4 separate regions of the Zea mays genome follow, and all the other regions are linked to region 4. A link is a contact called in public Hi-C data. All regions are on one chromosome and are shown on one strand. Each heading gives the region's core, a stretch centred on a gene start, on an enhancer-like site or on the middle of the called end of the contact. The rest is flanking DNA. Distances are from core to core; before and after follow the strand shown. Region 1 holds the start of LOC542414 (beta glucosidase 1). Region 2 holds the start of LOC100277623. Region 3 has its middle 63 kb from the start of LOC100285448. Region 4 holds the start of LOC103641007 (Phosphatidylinositol N-acetyglucosaminlytransferase subunit P-related).

Evidence for each region. A called contact is a pair of places that touch in the nucleus more often than the background predicts.
Region 1: a contact with region 4 is called in a Hi-C map of leaf, with 6 times the contacts expected there. The contact joins the promoter of LOC542414 here to the promoter of LOC103641007 in region 4. A contact is called at or near these places in 9 of 25 Hi-C or Micro-C datasets (ear, leaf, leaf mesophyll and 2 more).
Region 2: a Hi-C map of ear shows a contact between it and region 4, with 3 times the contacts expected there. The contact joins the promoter of LOC100277623 here to the promoter of LOC103641007 in region 4. A contact is called at or near these places in 2 of 25 Hi-C or Micro-C datasets (ear and tassel).
Region 3: a Hi-C map of leaf shows a contact between it and region 4, with 4 times the contacts expected there. The contact joins the enhancer-like site here to the promoter of LOC103641007 in region 4. A contact is called at or near these places in 2 of 25 Hi-C or Micro-C datasets (leaf and tassel).

Annotation. Positions count from the first base shown.
Region 1 is chr10:34,810,027-34,813,262 of Zm-B73-REFERENCE-NAM-5.0, reverse strand. LOC542414 (beta glucosidase 1) reads right to left here and starts at 1,873. Exons shown (of 12, transcript NM_001371627.1): 1 at 1,544-1,873; 2 at 1,243-1,312; 3 at 1,052-1,110; 4 at 282-357; 5 at 54-131. The coding sequence starts at 1,819.
Region 2 is chr10:35,494,742-35,498,433 of Zm-B73-REFERENCE-NAM-5.0, reverse strand. LOC100277623 reads left to right here and starts at 1,984. Exons shown (of 2, transcript NM_001398266.1): 1 at 1,984-2,581; 2 at 2,808-3,430. The coding sequence starts at 2,065. The coding sequence ends at 2,887.
Region 3 is chr10:34,669,820-34,673,214 of Zm-B73-REFERENCE-NAM-5.0, reverse strand. No RefSeq gene overlaps it. Among protein-coding and RNA genes, the nearest start is that of LOC100285448, 63 kb to the right of the region's middle. Within about 2 kb of position 2,029, at least 16 of the 20 cell types and tissues checked have an H3K27ac peak or open chromatin away from gene starts, as enhancers often do. A contact at or near this core is called in leaf and tassel, where this site is marked.
Region 4 is chr10:35,083,449-35,086,955 of Zm-B73-REFERENCE-NAM-5.0, reverse strand. It overlaps LOC103641007 (Phosphatidylinositol N-acetyglucosaminlytransferase subunit P-related), which reads left to right and starts at 1,673. Exons shown (of 5, transcript XM_008664423.3): 1 at 1,673-2,111.

The DNA of each region.
Region 1 (3,236 bases), core at 624-3,123, 270 kb after region 4:
AAATAATACTAATGAGGCTGCTAAACGAGCCTGATAGAGAAATGGGGTTTTACCGTTTTCCAGCAACAAGTTGATGAGGTTTCTGTAGTACTTGATGCCATCCGGGTTAATACCTCCTTCTTTGGTTCCCTCTGAAAGTCGTTATGTTGAAATTAGCATTGTAACGCGATCCGAAAACTCTGAATGCATTTTAGTTGTACAGATCATTTTTACTGTTCGTCCGTTTCTAACTTTTTTACCATATGAGACATATTTGATTATTTTACTATATATATACTTACTCGGCAGTATTCTGGGCCAAGAGATAGAGAACCTATATGCGTCCATGCCCATTTCCTTGAGCAATCTGACGTCCGTCTGCACATTTAAAAATGCTGATATCAAAAATGGTAGCAATAATATATATTCGCAGACATTTTTAGTTAGAAGTGCGTATACATCAACAGTTATTTTGCTCGAAAAGGATCTCCACGATACGAAATATATTCTTCTATAACCATTTTTACATGTTTAAGAGAGTTAACTGCAAACAAACATTATGTCAGCTGGTTACCCAAAATTTCATCCTATTTCACACAAGAAAAGGACAACCTTTCCAACCGAGATCCAAAATTTTAGCTTAGAATAATAAGCAGAAAATATTTCCTGCGCAAGGAAATAGTTCATGTCCGACCTAATATTAATTTGAAAACTGTGGACTCCTTTGTTTTTTTTTCAGGTTTGTAATAGACTAATAACATAATATTTAAAACTTCCATAAGAAATATTATATGTTATATTGTTCTATAATCATTTTTACATCTTGGATGTTGTCAATGATGATTAGCTTCATGTTGGAGAGCTCCATGGCGGTCCAACAACAGGCCAAATTACAGATCATGAGCTCCATGGGCAAAGAAATTTTTCCCGCGGCGGGGCTGCTGCCTGTTTCGGATCCAGGCGGCCGAATATTTGGGTAAAAGAAAAATGGGATCTGAAACTGCCCGAAACTCATATTGCAAAATTAAAGGTGTCTCCGCTCCGAATTCCTACGGGCCGGGAGTGGACTTACTTTGTACATATGGTACGAATTCGCTCCAATGTCTGAATTGCTCCCGTCCAGTATCCTTTCTATTGATATGCACATGAAAGAGGCATAAAAAAATAAGGAAATAAACAAGGATATAACGTATGATGTTATTAATTATGAACAAACAAAAACAAGCTAATTAATCAAAGCTGGGGTATATATATGAACCTTACCCGGATGATTGTGGCAGAAGTGATCCCAGTTGCTTTCCCCCTTTCCATCTTCATTCCAAGCACCTTCAATCTACCAAGATATATCATTTCACTTTAGCATGTATCAAACAATTAATTAATTAGCTAGAATACAATACGTTTCGCGCGCGTGCGCACACACACATATATCAACTCCTTTTTGGTTTAGGTATATATATAAATCAGCTGCCATTATGTAACAGTGAACTACAGTAGTTTCTTTTCATATATGTATATATCTAACAGAGACGTAATAAACAACATTCGCGCTAGAAAATTATACTTGGTACGCTGAAGTGGCGGCACCGAAGGTGAAGTCAGAGGGGAACCAGTCCCTTTGTGGGATTTCCGAGGGGCTCAACATTTGGACTCCATTTTGGCTGCCTACTCTTGCAGATCGTGTAGTAAAGCTAAGGTTACACCTTCGCTTGCTGCTCTGTGGAGAAGAAGACGGCAGGTGGTGCCGTGAGAAACTCTCATTGTTGGGTCCTACTAGGTGGCTCCTAAGGCCAGGATGGGCTGCAGCGTGGTTCATGGCAGCAGCGAGAAGCGGAGCCATTTTCCCCCCCTTTGCTAGCTAGCTAGAACTAGAGCTTTGAGCTGCTTGTGAAGTGTGTAGACCAAGTGGAGCTGATGCATCTATTTATAGACGAGCTGGCTAGCTAGGATTGCTAAATGGTTGCCCAATAGTTTATCACTCCATGTCTCTGATACACGTACGTAAGTCGCCAAAGATGCTTCCTGGAAACTTATTATATCTCATATATAAATAATGTGTGAATCATTTTTTTAAAGATAATGTAAGATACAGATGTGATGTGTTATGAACTAATTAAGTAAATGCAAGTGGTGCAAGTGGTGGGCTGGGGCGCTCAGCCCGCCCCGCGTTTGCACGAGCCGCGACAGATAAGGACGCATCGTATGCATGTGGGGCGGCGACGGGTCAGCTCTTCTTCCCACGGTAGAACGAGCCGCGAGAGAGCAATTGCGGACGCATGCAATGATAGTATATTATTATATCACTGTTAAGAAAACGATACATAGATGTACCACGTTTAATTTCTTCCCAGCGGCGTTAAAATTAAAAAGAACGGCTACCACCTTTACAAATATAGTCAACGGATCCAATGACTACCTAACACCGTTCACATACACGGACTAGCTAGCTAGAGTTGGACGTCTTTAAAAAAATCATCTCCACAGATACGGCCAAGAACAACTGCGCCTTAAAAATAGGCAATTGATCAATAGAAAAGATTAGGATGGAGGTAGCCGTGTTATTCAGGGATAAACTTAGTGTTAATGTGTCGAGCATGGGACAATCCTATGGAAAGGATTATGACTATACCGATTTGACACCGCGCCATATCCATAATGACTAAAATATCGGATTTCTTCATTTTTTTTGTCAACGTGGTAAAACACTACCGGAATTGCAGGCTTTGCCGAATGCCGGCAGCTTTGCCGAGTGCCTTTTGTCGGGCACTCGGCAAAGGCGACTTTGCCGAGAGCCACTCGGTAAACTCCTGCTCTCGGTAACGAGCTGGTTTACCGAGTGCAGGACACTCGGCACAGGAGAACTCTCGGCAAAGATCTCTTTGCCGAGTGTCAAACACTCGACAACGGTGGCGCTCGACAAAGGATCGTCAGCGGCCGTCCTAAAGCTAACGGTCGTCAGCCTTTGCCGAGGGCCGATGGTTGGCACTCGGCAAAGAACTCTTTGCCGAGTGTCTTCCTTGGACACTCGGCAAAGCATATTTTTATTTTTTAGATTTTGTCTCCCAAACTTTTTGTGGTATATTCCTGCACTATGTAAACCTACATGTATCATTTGTGGACAATTATAACAGAGTTTTCAATCGTTAGTAGATTTAATTCGTTTATTTGAATTTCTCCGGAAAATCCAGATTTGAACTGCAGGTCACTCGAAACTTGAAAAACCGTTCATGCAAAAATGATATTCATGTTACTTAGCA
Region 2 (3,692 bases), core at 735-3,234, 410 kb before region 4:
TCAGCCGGCAAGGATTCCCAAGTCGGCTCTATAATGTTGCTGAGGGAGACTTCAGAACTATCCCTTGAACCGGCCATTGAGGGTCGATTTGATGGGTCTAGACGTGTTGTCCCAGCGGAGTCGCCAAAAAGTATGTTGACACCCTTTTGGGGCGCCAATCACTCAACACGAACCAGCGGTGGTGCTCTCTGCGCAGGGGTGGATGGTCCGCGGCCAGTGGCCGGACGGTCCGCGGTCTGGCGCGAGGCTAGGGTTTCCTGCCTGACGGCCGGACGGTCCGCACGTGCGCAGGGGCGGCGGAAGGTCGCCGGCGGCGCCTGGATCTCGCTCCCGAGAGGGACCCCGTCGGGGAGGAGAGATCCTATGAGTTGTATAGGCTCGGGCAGGCCGACCTAGACTCCTCTAATCTTCGTAGAGTCGAAGAGAAGCGGAGAATTTGGGGATTGAGAGGCTAAACTAGAACTAGACTAGAACTACTCCTAATTGTACAGGAAATAAATGCGAGATAGAAGTATTATTGATTCGATTCATCATTACAAATCGGTCGTATACCTCTCTATTTATAGAGGAGGGGGCTGGACCCTTTACAAACTAATTTCCGAGCTAATTCGGCGAATCTAGCTAACAACCGTAGCACAAAACTCGGAACCATAATCTGCTATGCGCACGCGCGGACCGTCCGGCCCACAGGTGTGGACCATTCGCCGCTCAATTTAGTGCTCAACACTCATACAATCAAACAAGATCTTAATTAGGGAATCAGTCTCAGGAAATTCAATATTTAGAGGAAAATTCAAATTGATTATATCATAATAATATAAATTAAACAAACAATATTTAAATTATAAGAGACATCTATTTTTGAGTTTAATTTGTTATTTTACAATAGACTATATATTGAGGTTTTAATATAATTTAGTTTGTAAGGGTAGGTACGCCGAGACGGGAATGGAGAATGGTTTCTTATCCTGTTCCGCAAATTTGGCGGGGACTAATTTCTCTATTTTGATCTACGTGAAGACTAAATTACTAGCATCTCCGTCCTTTAATAGGGAAATTCTCGCGGGAACCCCATAGTTATTTCTAGTTGTGATAGATATATAGTTTAGCTCTCGCAAGGCTATCTCCAACAACTTACTCATCCTTATTCCCATATTTAAACTCCACTTTATGAACAGTACAGTCTATGAACAGTATAGTCCATAATACAAAACAATATTTTTAATAACCATATGGGTGAACTGTTGAACACGTTTTAAAGCTATATCGAGCAGCTCTATCACTTTCTCTATGTCACCTGTTAATTTAAACTTCATATTGCAAGTATTGCTATCTACAATATAAAATACTTACTCAGTCCCAAATTATAATTTGTTTTAAACTAAACACACGTTCAATCGATAACTTATGAATGTAGTTTGTATGTATGTCCATGTTTATTATTATTCATTCAAATGTGGACACACAAAAAAAGTTGGTAAAAAGGAACTATATTTTGGACTGGTTTTACACTACCAAAAATGATTATCGTAACAGTATGCACCACGCAATGTTTAGCACTCAAGCTAACGCTAGGTCGTCTAAATGAATCGAGTAATAGCGCAATCAACAACTCGCCAAACAAGCCTACTATATATTGAGGCACACAAAATCACAAGGTTTTGTTGAGTACTCGAGGAGCACGAGCGCGACCATTAATAAGAAAAGAAGAATGAAGAGGCATCCCTTTGTCGATCGCTAGAAACATCCATCATCCATGCATGATGCTTGACGCCTTGATGCATACTACTACTGGTACGTATGACATGATTCCCCACCTGCTCCTCCATGCATGGCACATGTTATGTCCATTCCGTCCATCCATGCACCAAGGCGGGTCCCACATCCCACCACCACCACCATCAGCGAGCCTCCGCACCGCACACTCCCCAGCCTCTATCCGGTCCGGCGGTACAAATAGCCCCCACCCGCCACCCACTCAGCACCATTTCACACCCTCTTGCCTCCCCGTGACTACCTCGCTGTCCCCTCTCAGTGTCCAAGCGACGACACCACGCCGCCGAGATGTGGATCTCAGATTCCGCCTTTGTGGAGCCCTCATCTTCCTCCCCATCCGCCTCTGCCTCCCCGCCGCCGAGCCCGCCACCAGCACGCCTTCTCCGCCAACGCAACCGCCGCCGACGCCGCAGCAGCCGGAAACAGGGCAGTGCCAGCGCCGTCGACGGCGTCGCCGACCCCGAGGCGGAGGACGTGTGGCGTGGGGCGCAGTGGGAGGCGGCGTGGCCGGCGCGGCGGGACTCGAAACCCGTCGTGCTCGCGGGCGGAGACGACGCGGTGGGGCGGTCCAGGAGCCTCACGGACGACGACCTCGAGGAGCTCAAGGGATGCGCCGACCTGGGCTTCGGCTTCAACTACGACGAGATCCCCGAGCTCCGGAGCACCCTGCCGGCGCTCGAGCTGTGCTACTCCATGAGCCAGCGCCTCCAGCTGGACGACGAGAAGCCGCAGCAGCACGAGGCCGCCGCACCAGATGCCGCCACGCCGTCGCCGCCTGTCACCAACTGGAAGATCTCCAGCCCCGGTAAGCAACACATAGCAGATCGCCGCCTGTCTTCCTCCATGACTTGACTTGGGATTCCTTCCTTCCTTGGTCACCGGAGCGGAGAAAACCAACTTGTCTACATCAAGATGGAATCTTTTCCCGTCACGGAACCAACCAAGGACACCACTTGTCGACGATCTGTTCGCTTCTTTGTTTATCGGCATATGTTCTAACGAATGCAGTCCTTTCTTTTTGGATAGCGCAGGTGACAGCCCTGACGAGGTGAAGGCGCGGCTCAAGTACTGGGCGCAGGCGGTGGCGTGCACCGTCCGCCTTTGCAGCTGAACGGCGCCGAACCATGCGCGCCATTCTTCGCCGTCTGGAAGCACACACCATGCCGGTATGCCGGCCGCCACCACACAAGAAACCAGATGACCAGACCTGATCGCGAACACGTTGCTGCTGCTGTAAAGTGATCCAGGTGCAGCGTTTCAGCTGCGACGGCGGGCGTTGGCAGCTGCCATGATTGCAGCTGCAGAGTTTGGTAGTTGTGGTAGCAGCACACATAGGGGCTGAGTAGATGGGTTGGTTGCCCGACCGACATGCTGTGCTCTCTGTTCCAGCTGAGCAACCTGCCTCTGCCTGATGAACCAACCATCCGAGTGTGCAGCAGCCATCTCCAGTGGAAATAAACTATTGTAATTGTACTGCTAGCAGTAGTGATCAAAATAATGCGCAGAGTAATTAGTACTGCAAGCAAATCGGGGAATCATTGTGAATACATAAATCTGTGGATCTCATTACTATACTGTTATCTTAATCATTAGCTGGTGTACCTGCTACCTACTGCAGCTGTTTGGTAATAATGGTGCAGATGCTTTCCTTCTCTCTCGCTTGCAGTTTGGTGGCACCTGGCTGACCAGAACGATAGATTCGGCGAAATAAAATAAAATGCAATCATGTGCACCGCAGCCATTAAGATTTTTATATGCATTTCCTACCCCATTCCAAAAGATTCCAAACCACATACACCACCTGGAGCTGAAATTTGCGAACAAAGAACATGACAGTTTCTACAGCGTCAATATCATGTGAACAGTCCGAAAATTACAAGAGGAGACCATTTGTTTAAGTTTTTATAAAAAACAGA
Region 3 (3,395 bases), core at 780-3,279, 410 kb after region 4:
ACAAGCCGGCTGAGACGGGCTTCCTCGTCTCCCATTCCCTAGTCTGCTACCATGTATGTTGTCCGTAGTCTATGTGTGATGTTATTTCTGTACTACTGCATTAACTTCTCTTCACGCTAGAGTTTTTTCGCCGATAGCGAGCAGTACCATTGCCCTTGTTCTAAGAGACTATATGATATAAACCTATATTCTTAATATTTAATGCATTAATAGACAATATGCATAGAAAATCGTGAATGACAGACTCTTCGCAAAGATGTTGTCTCTTGATTTTTTTTTCATTTAATCCCCTAAAGACTCCTCAATTCATGGGTTTCTACACACCTAAGGGCATGTACAACCCTTAGACTGCACAATGGTTTTCTAAGTACAAGAGATATCAAAGAAACTATATGGTACAACTCTGAGCCTCTGAATAATAAATACAGTTAAGAGACAATGCGCATGTTGAATCGTGTAGAGATGAGCTCTTTGCGAAGAGCCCGCCTCTTATTTTTTCAGTTAACCTTCTATAGACCCCTCAAGATACCCCTATTAAATGGGGTTATACATGCCCTAATATCTGGGTGCTAGCAATAACATGACCATGTTAGCTGGTAATAAACCTCAAGAGCAACGGTACAACTAGTGCACCTTAATTTAGACTCGTGCTGTGCCACTTAGGATACCTATGAAGACTTGGTAAAACAAGGCAAATATAATTATGATAAACTAATGAATGTGATTCAGGCTAATATATTGATTAGTATATCCTGCCAAGTGTCTACGCTCGCACACCTTGGGCTTGACGATCCACAGAGAAGAAGGTACTTTCTAGATCTTATCCTATACACACTATCACACTGCGTGGCCACCAATGTCACGTACGCGCACTGTTGATTCTCTCAAAACCGACAGTAAATTTATTCGCTAGTTTTAGAACTCCATTTTTTTCAGGATTTCTATTTTCTCAAGAGAAAATAAACTATATTTTTCTAAAAATGATTTTTTTTTGGAAAAATAGAGTTCCAAACTGGCCCTAAGTTTGCAATAAAAAAGGATATCAGTTGTTTGTAACATAAACCGGTGGTGACACTATGTTTGTATTTAAAGCATATTGTGATACTATTATCTATTTTGGTCAATTATGTTACTACAATTTAATCTAAAAAATAGTAAAATCGATTCTGTGTTCATATTGATTTTGAACGATTTTTACCAGAACTATCACTAAAAAACAAGCTGAAAAACTAGACGTTTGACAGTCCGCAGCAGCTTCTATCGGCCAGATGTTATTGCAAAAAAGCAGAATTAAACACCACCTAAGTTCAGAGAGAAACTAGAGTATTATTGGTCAATATATCACGCAGTACATCCGAGCTTAAGAAGGGTGCAAATGAAAATGGATGTTGTGAATGCAACGTGAGTTAATTGTTATGTAGACATAGGGTGTCGAGAAACGTGAGCGACTCTAGCATAAAGGTGTCACCCTTGGCTAGCTCGTGTGCATATGCATATGTATGGGAGGGTATCTAGCAAATTAAATTAGCAGGTGCAAATGAAATTTGATTTTGGCATAGACATGCAAATAAAGGCGAAGCAAGCCATGCAAGCAATCAGCACGAACTTGGGTGCCGTTTGGTTCGTATATTTGTAACGTAATGGGTAACTGATAACATTAAATCATGTTTGTTTTAATCCAACCGTAATCAGATACCACACTAAAAATTGATACCAGTCTATTCAAATTTGTTACCGCCAGTAATCAAGCGTAAACCATTACCGTTACCATTTGCGTTACATCTATTTAACCAAACACCACCCAAAAGCTCTAGGTTTCACGTTGAAATACGTGCTCAGGCTGTGAGGCAAGCCGCAAGCGGCCGGGTTGGAGTCGTCGTTGGACCGTTGGAGCACCACCAGACACATGCTTCTCCAGGCGTTCGGCTTCGGCGTGGACTAGTGGGCTCGGCAGCTGCCTAGAATGCTGTGCACGCCGGCCTGCCAGTGGAGATGGGCGAGGCCCAGCCAGTGGCCCTTGTTACAGGACGCGGCCCAAGGCCATAGTGTGGAGGAGGCCTGGTCGACGTGCCGGCCCATGCGGAGAGTAGCAGGAGTGGTCTAAGAGTAGTAGTACTTGGGGTTGGATTAGGACTGATGGTCTATATAAATAGATAATGGATTTCGTTTTCTCGGACAGAAATTAGAGTTGAGGTAGCCATTGTATTAGATCTATTAACATTAGTCTAGGGTTTTAGAGTTTTGAAGAAAGACTTTTATGGTGCTTTTGAGTAGCAATTTTGTACGCAAATCTTAATAATGAAAGAGTTGATTTTGCAAGATTAGTACATTAACATTATTCTTCTTTCTTTATTGATTATTTGCTTATCTAGTTTTGACTATAAATTGAACATTTGTTTTTAATTGCTACTGGTATTTTGATTTATCTAAATCATTGTTAAGTCATCTATTTATTATCTACAAAGTTTTGGACATTAATATTTTTATTTCTTAATTATGAAAGTATATCTAGATTAATTTTTGTTACTCTTTGGAATAACAATCTTGTTTTATTAATAACTTTCCGATTGATGTGATTTAGTTAGGTATGTTTCATAATTTTATCGAGTTTAATCAGTTAAATTTTCAGATCGATCGGATTATAGATTTTGTTTAGTAACGTTTTTACTAGCATACAAAATATGTTTAGATTTATATAAGTACATTAAATTAGTCTTGTGTTTAAGAGGAGGTGTGAGATATTTATTTTTAAGCTTCTACAATCATTCACCCTCCTTCGAATGCCTATTCTAGCATCATACGATCCCACAAGTGGTATCGAAGTCGTGTTTATTATATAATTAATCTTAATCGTTGATTAGATTAAATAGCTATGGTCCAAATACACAAGGTTAGGTGTATTAGGAAAAGTTACTAATCATTTTCATGTGCCTAATCAAGTTAATGAAGCTAACCAGACGAATGCGAATAACAATAGCAAGGCAACAAACTTGATCATCCAAGGTCTAGGGAGGAGTGACATTGATCGGTTGGTTCATCTCAAGTCAGCATATGAGGTATGAAAAGCACTTTATGATTATCATACAGGTTCCAACTCGATAAAAGAGATGTGTCAATATATGTTTTAAAAAGAATATATATATGTTGGGGGGTCTTCTTCTTTCGAAGGTCCTCAAAACACCAAGATAATAGTTGTTTCCTTGCTTGCTTCTAAAGTGTTTCAAGTACTCATACCAAAAGCACCTTCGGATGAAACTACCATAAACGAAGGTACAAGCTTCGGGATAGTAGCACAGGGCAGAATGACGAAGCTGAGAAAAGTGGAAGGAGGTCCTCGAAAGTTTGTTCGCCAGGATGGTAGGAGAAAAAGACATCATTACCCTCATCATGTTTCA
Region 4 (3,507 bases), core at 424-2,923:
AAAAGACCAAAAAGGATTCAAATACAAGAGAGCAAAGTCAACCGAAGTGTGCCCTGGTTTGGCGCACCTGACTGTCCGGTGCACCAGGGACTCCAACTCCGAACTGCTCATCTTCGGGAATTCTGGAGGCCGCTCCGCTATAATTCACCGGACTGTCCGGTGGAGCACCGGACTGTCCGGTGTGCTAGCGGAGCAACGGCTACTTCACGCCAACGGTCGTTTGCAGAAGGCATTAAATGCGCTACAGTGCGCGCCAGAGTCAGAGCAGAGCCAGATGGCGCACCGGACAGTGAACAGTGCCTGTCCGGTGCACCACCGGACTGTCCGGTGGCCCAGAAGACATAAGCTCCAACGGTCGGAATCCAACGGTTTGGTGACGTGGCAGGCGCACCGGACTGTCCGGTGCGCCATGCGACAGCAACCTTCACCAAACGACTAGTTTGGTGGTTGGGGCTATAAATACCCAACCACCCACCATTCATTGCATCCAAGTTTTCCAACTTCCCACACCTTACAAGAGCTATAGCATTCAATACAAGACACACCAAAGAGATCAAAGTCTCTCCCAAGTTCTTAGTTCATTCCAAATCAAATAGTGACTTGTGAGAGAGTGACTTGTGTTCATTTGAGCTCTTGCGCTTGGATTACTTCTTTCTCTCATTCTTTCTTGTGATCAACTCAATTGTAACCAAGGCAAGAGACACCAATTGTGTGGTGGTCCTTGCGGGGACTTTGTGTCCCGTTTGATTGAGAAGAGAAGCTCACTCGGTCTAAGTGACCGTTTGAGAGAGGGAAAGGGTTGAAAGAGACCCGGTCTTTGTGACCACCTCAACGGGGAGTAGGTTTGCAAGAATCGGACCTCGGTAAAACAAATCCTTGTGTCTCACTCTTTGTTTGCTTGCGATTTGTTTTCACCCTCTCTCTCGGACTCGTTCATATTTCTAACGCTGACCCGGCTTGTAGTTGTGCTTAAGTTTATAAATTTCAGATTCACCCTATTCACCCCCCTCTAGGCGACTTTCAGAGATCCATGTGGGCACTACCACAGGGTGCTCGTCCCTTATGTTCTTGGCTCTTACATACATTAGGTCGTTTCTGATACCACATTGGCGCAATGAACTCCAGGGTGTTTGAGTTTGCTAAATTGGATGGAGCAGCAATGATTTGTCACGCTAACAATAAAAGGAAAAGTTATTTATTAGTTTTAAATGTTAGTAATTGCTACAAAGTACCATAATTTGTATAGAGCGCATCCAGTTTTTATTAATGCCTGACTTTAGCAACCACTCCATATTTTGATCTATCTTTTTTAATAAGTTTGAGTTCATGGGACTTATTTTAAAAACTTGAGCTCACAAACTTCCTCTTATTTGGTCTCTGTTTGGTGGAATTATGTCATTCTATAATCTCTGTTCGTTTAGTCGATCATTGTGAACTATCTTCTAATCGCTCCCTTCATTGGCTGTATTATACCAAGCCATATTGGATGGAGTAAATAACAATATCATTTAGTAAAATAAAAAACATTATATGGAGAGTTGAGATAATTAATAAAAATTTTTTAGATCTTTTTATTAGATAGTTTATATGGATATTGTTGTGAGCCGTTACAATGCACGGAAAACTAACCAGTAGAGTATAGAGATAAAGATAGAAAATAGTAGAGTAGAGATGGCTGGCCCAATGGGCCCATTTACCATGCGTTGAGCATTGACCCTATTCTCCTCTCACTACGCTAGATCACGATCACCCTGACTTCTACCGTCTCCCGTCCGCCCGTCGCAGAGTCACGGACGATGCGCCGCAGCCCGCCGTCCTGCCGAGGCACCGACGGTTGCCGCCTACCCCAGCACGGCTGCACTTCGATCCGGTCTTGCTCGTGCTTCGTGCTGTCTTAGCGGTCGATCGTCGCCATCTCCCCTCGGTGCTTGGCCGTCCAGCGGGAACGGCGCAGCCGCGCAGGCGCAACGGGTGCTCGCCTTTCGACAAGGGCGCCCCCCGCGCCAGCCCAAGCGCCAGCACCAGCGAGGCCGGGGCGGAGCACAGGAGCCCGCCGCTGGCCTGCTGCTCAAGCCCCAGGGGCGGCGGATCTACAGCCGGCGCCGAGGGAGGTAACGATATCAAATTTCCCATTTCCGCTTTGTAATTTCCCCTTTTTACTAAACATCTCTAGTTTGAACTATATATACCTTTTATTTGTGCTACTGTAACTCTTCGTATCTTTCAACCGAAGTATTTTCTTTGCATTGTAAATACCCAACATTGAAATCCTGGATCCGCCACTGCCATCATACCCCTATCCAGTGCTTCATGGACTTAGTGTTGTCAACTTGGCATCAGCTTAATTTCTTCCAGCATGGTTGTTAGATTGGTCAAATTGTCCTGGATCACAAACTGTGTACCATCTGAAGATCTACCAGACTATATTGACTATTACTCATAATGCTTGGTTTCCTAGCCAACCATCCATTCAGTAGAGCGTTTTGCTTGAGGGAGGAGTTGTCAGGTTGGAGTTCTTGAGCATGTCCTTGCCATCATTCTCAGCTCATTAACCTAGATATGAATTCAAATGGTTGGGGAGAATGAAGAGGATTTATTGATTTGTTTCGATGGTATGTGGGATTGGGATATTTTGTTTTTCTGGTGATACTGATGCACTTGGGAGATAAAGATGTCTTTATCTGAAAATATCGAAGCCTATCCCCGTTCTTATGCATCAAATTAGCAATGCTCCGCCACAACAAGCAAATTTGAATTAGGTGGCTGTGGATTTGCTTGTGCTGCTTACCATCAATGCGACAATTGTGCTGTTTGTGACCTGCAGTGTTCTTTTTGGGGTCTGACCACTGTAACAAGCTATGATATTGTCCCACAGATATTTTCTGAATCATGAACCAAATTATAGCCGCAGGACTAATGTCTGAGTTTTATCACAGTCTAATAACTAACCTTTAGAATTAAGTTATGTTGTATCAAAAATGACATATTAACAAGGTTATTAAAACGACGAAACGTTGAAACGCTCATGGGTGAGTTTTAACTTTTAAATGGTTTAAACAAAGTTTAAACGTAGTTTTAAACAACATAGGGAAATTTCAATATATCATAATTTCATGCAATTATATCAAGCCAAATACCAAACAACCAACATAAGTTCTCATGTGATTCAACTTCATCAAAGTATTGTCCCTTTGGTCTATCCCTTTTTCCTTCATCCAAAGCCTCCTTTAATTCTCTAGCAATTGCAGTTGTGGTATTGGGACACTTGAGGATATCTTTGTATCCGCCCACAAGATCTTTCTTCACCCTCAGAATTGCTCCTTTAATTTGCCTCGGGCAAAGGGCGCATTGGATCAACTCTCGCTTGCCAGGCTCTACATAATAGGCATACTTCCAGCCTAGATCATCAGATTTGGGTTTCCTTTTTGGATCTTTCAGTGGATCATATCCATCACTTCGTATTTGAGAGCCAGCTGCAGATGCTTCCGTGCTAAAACCAGCCATTTC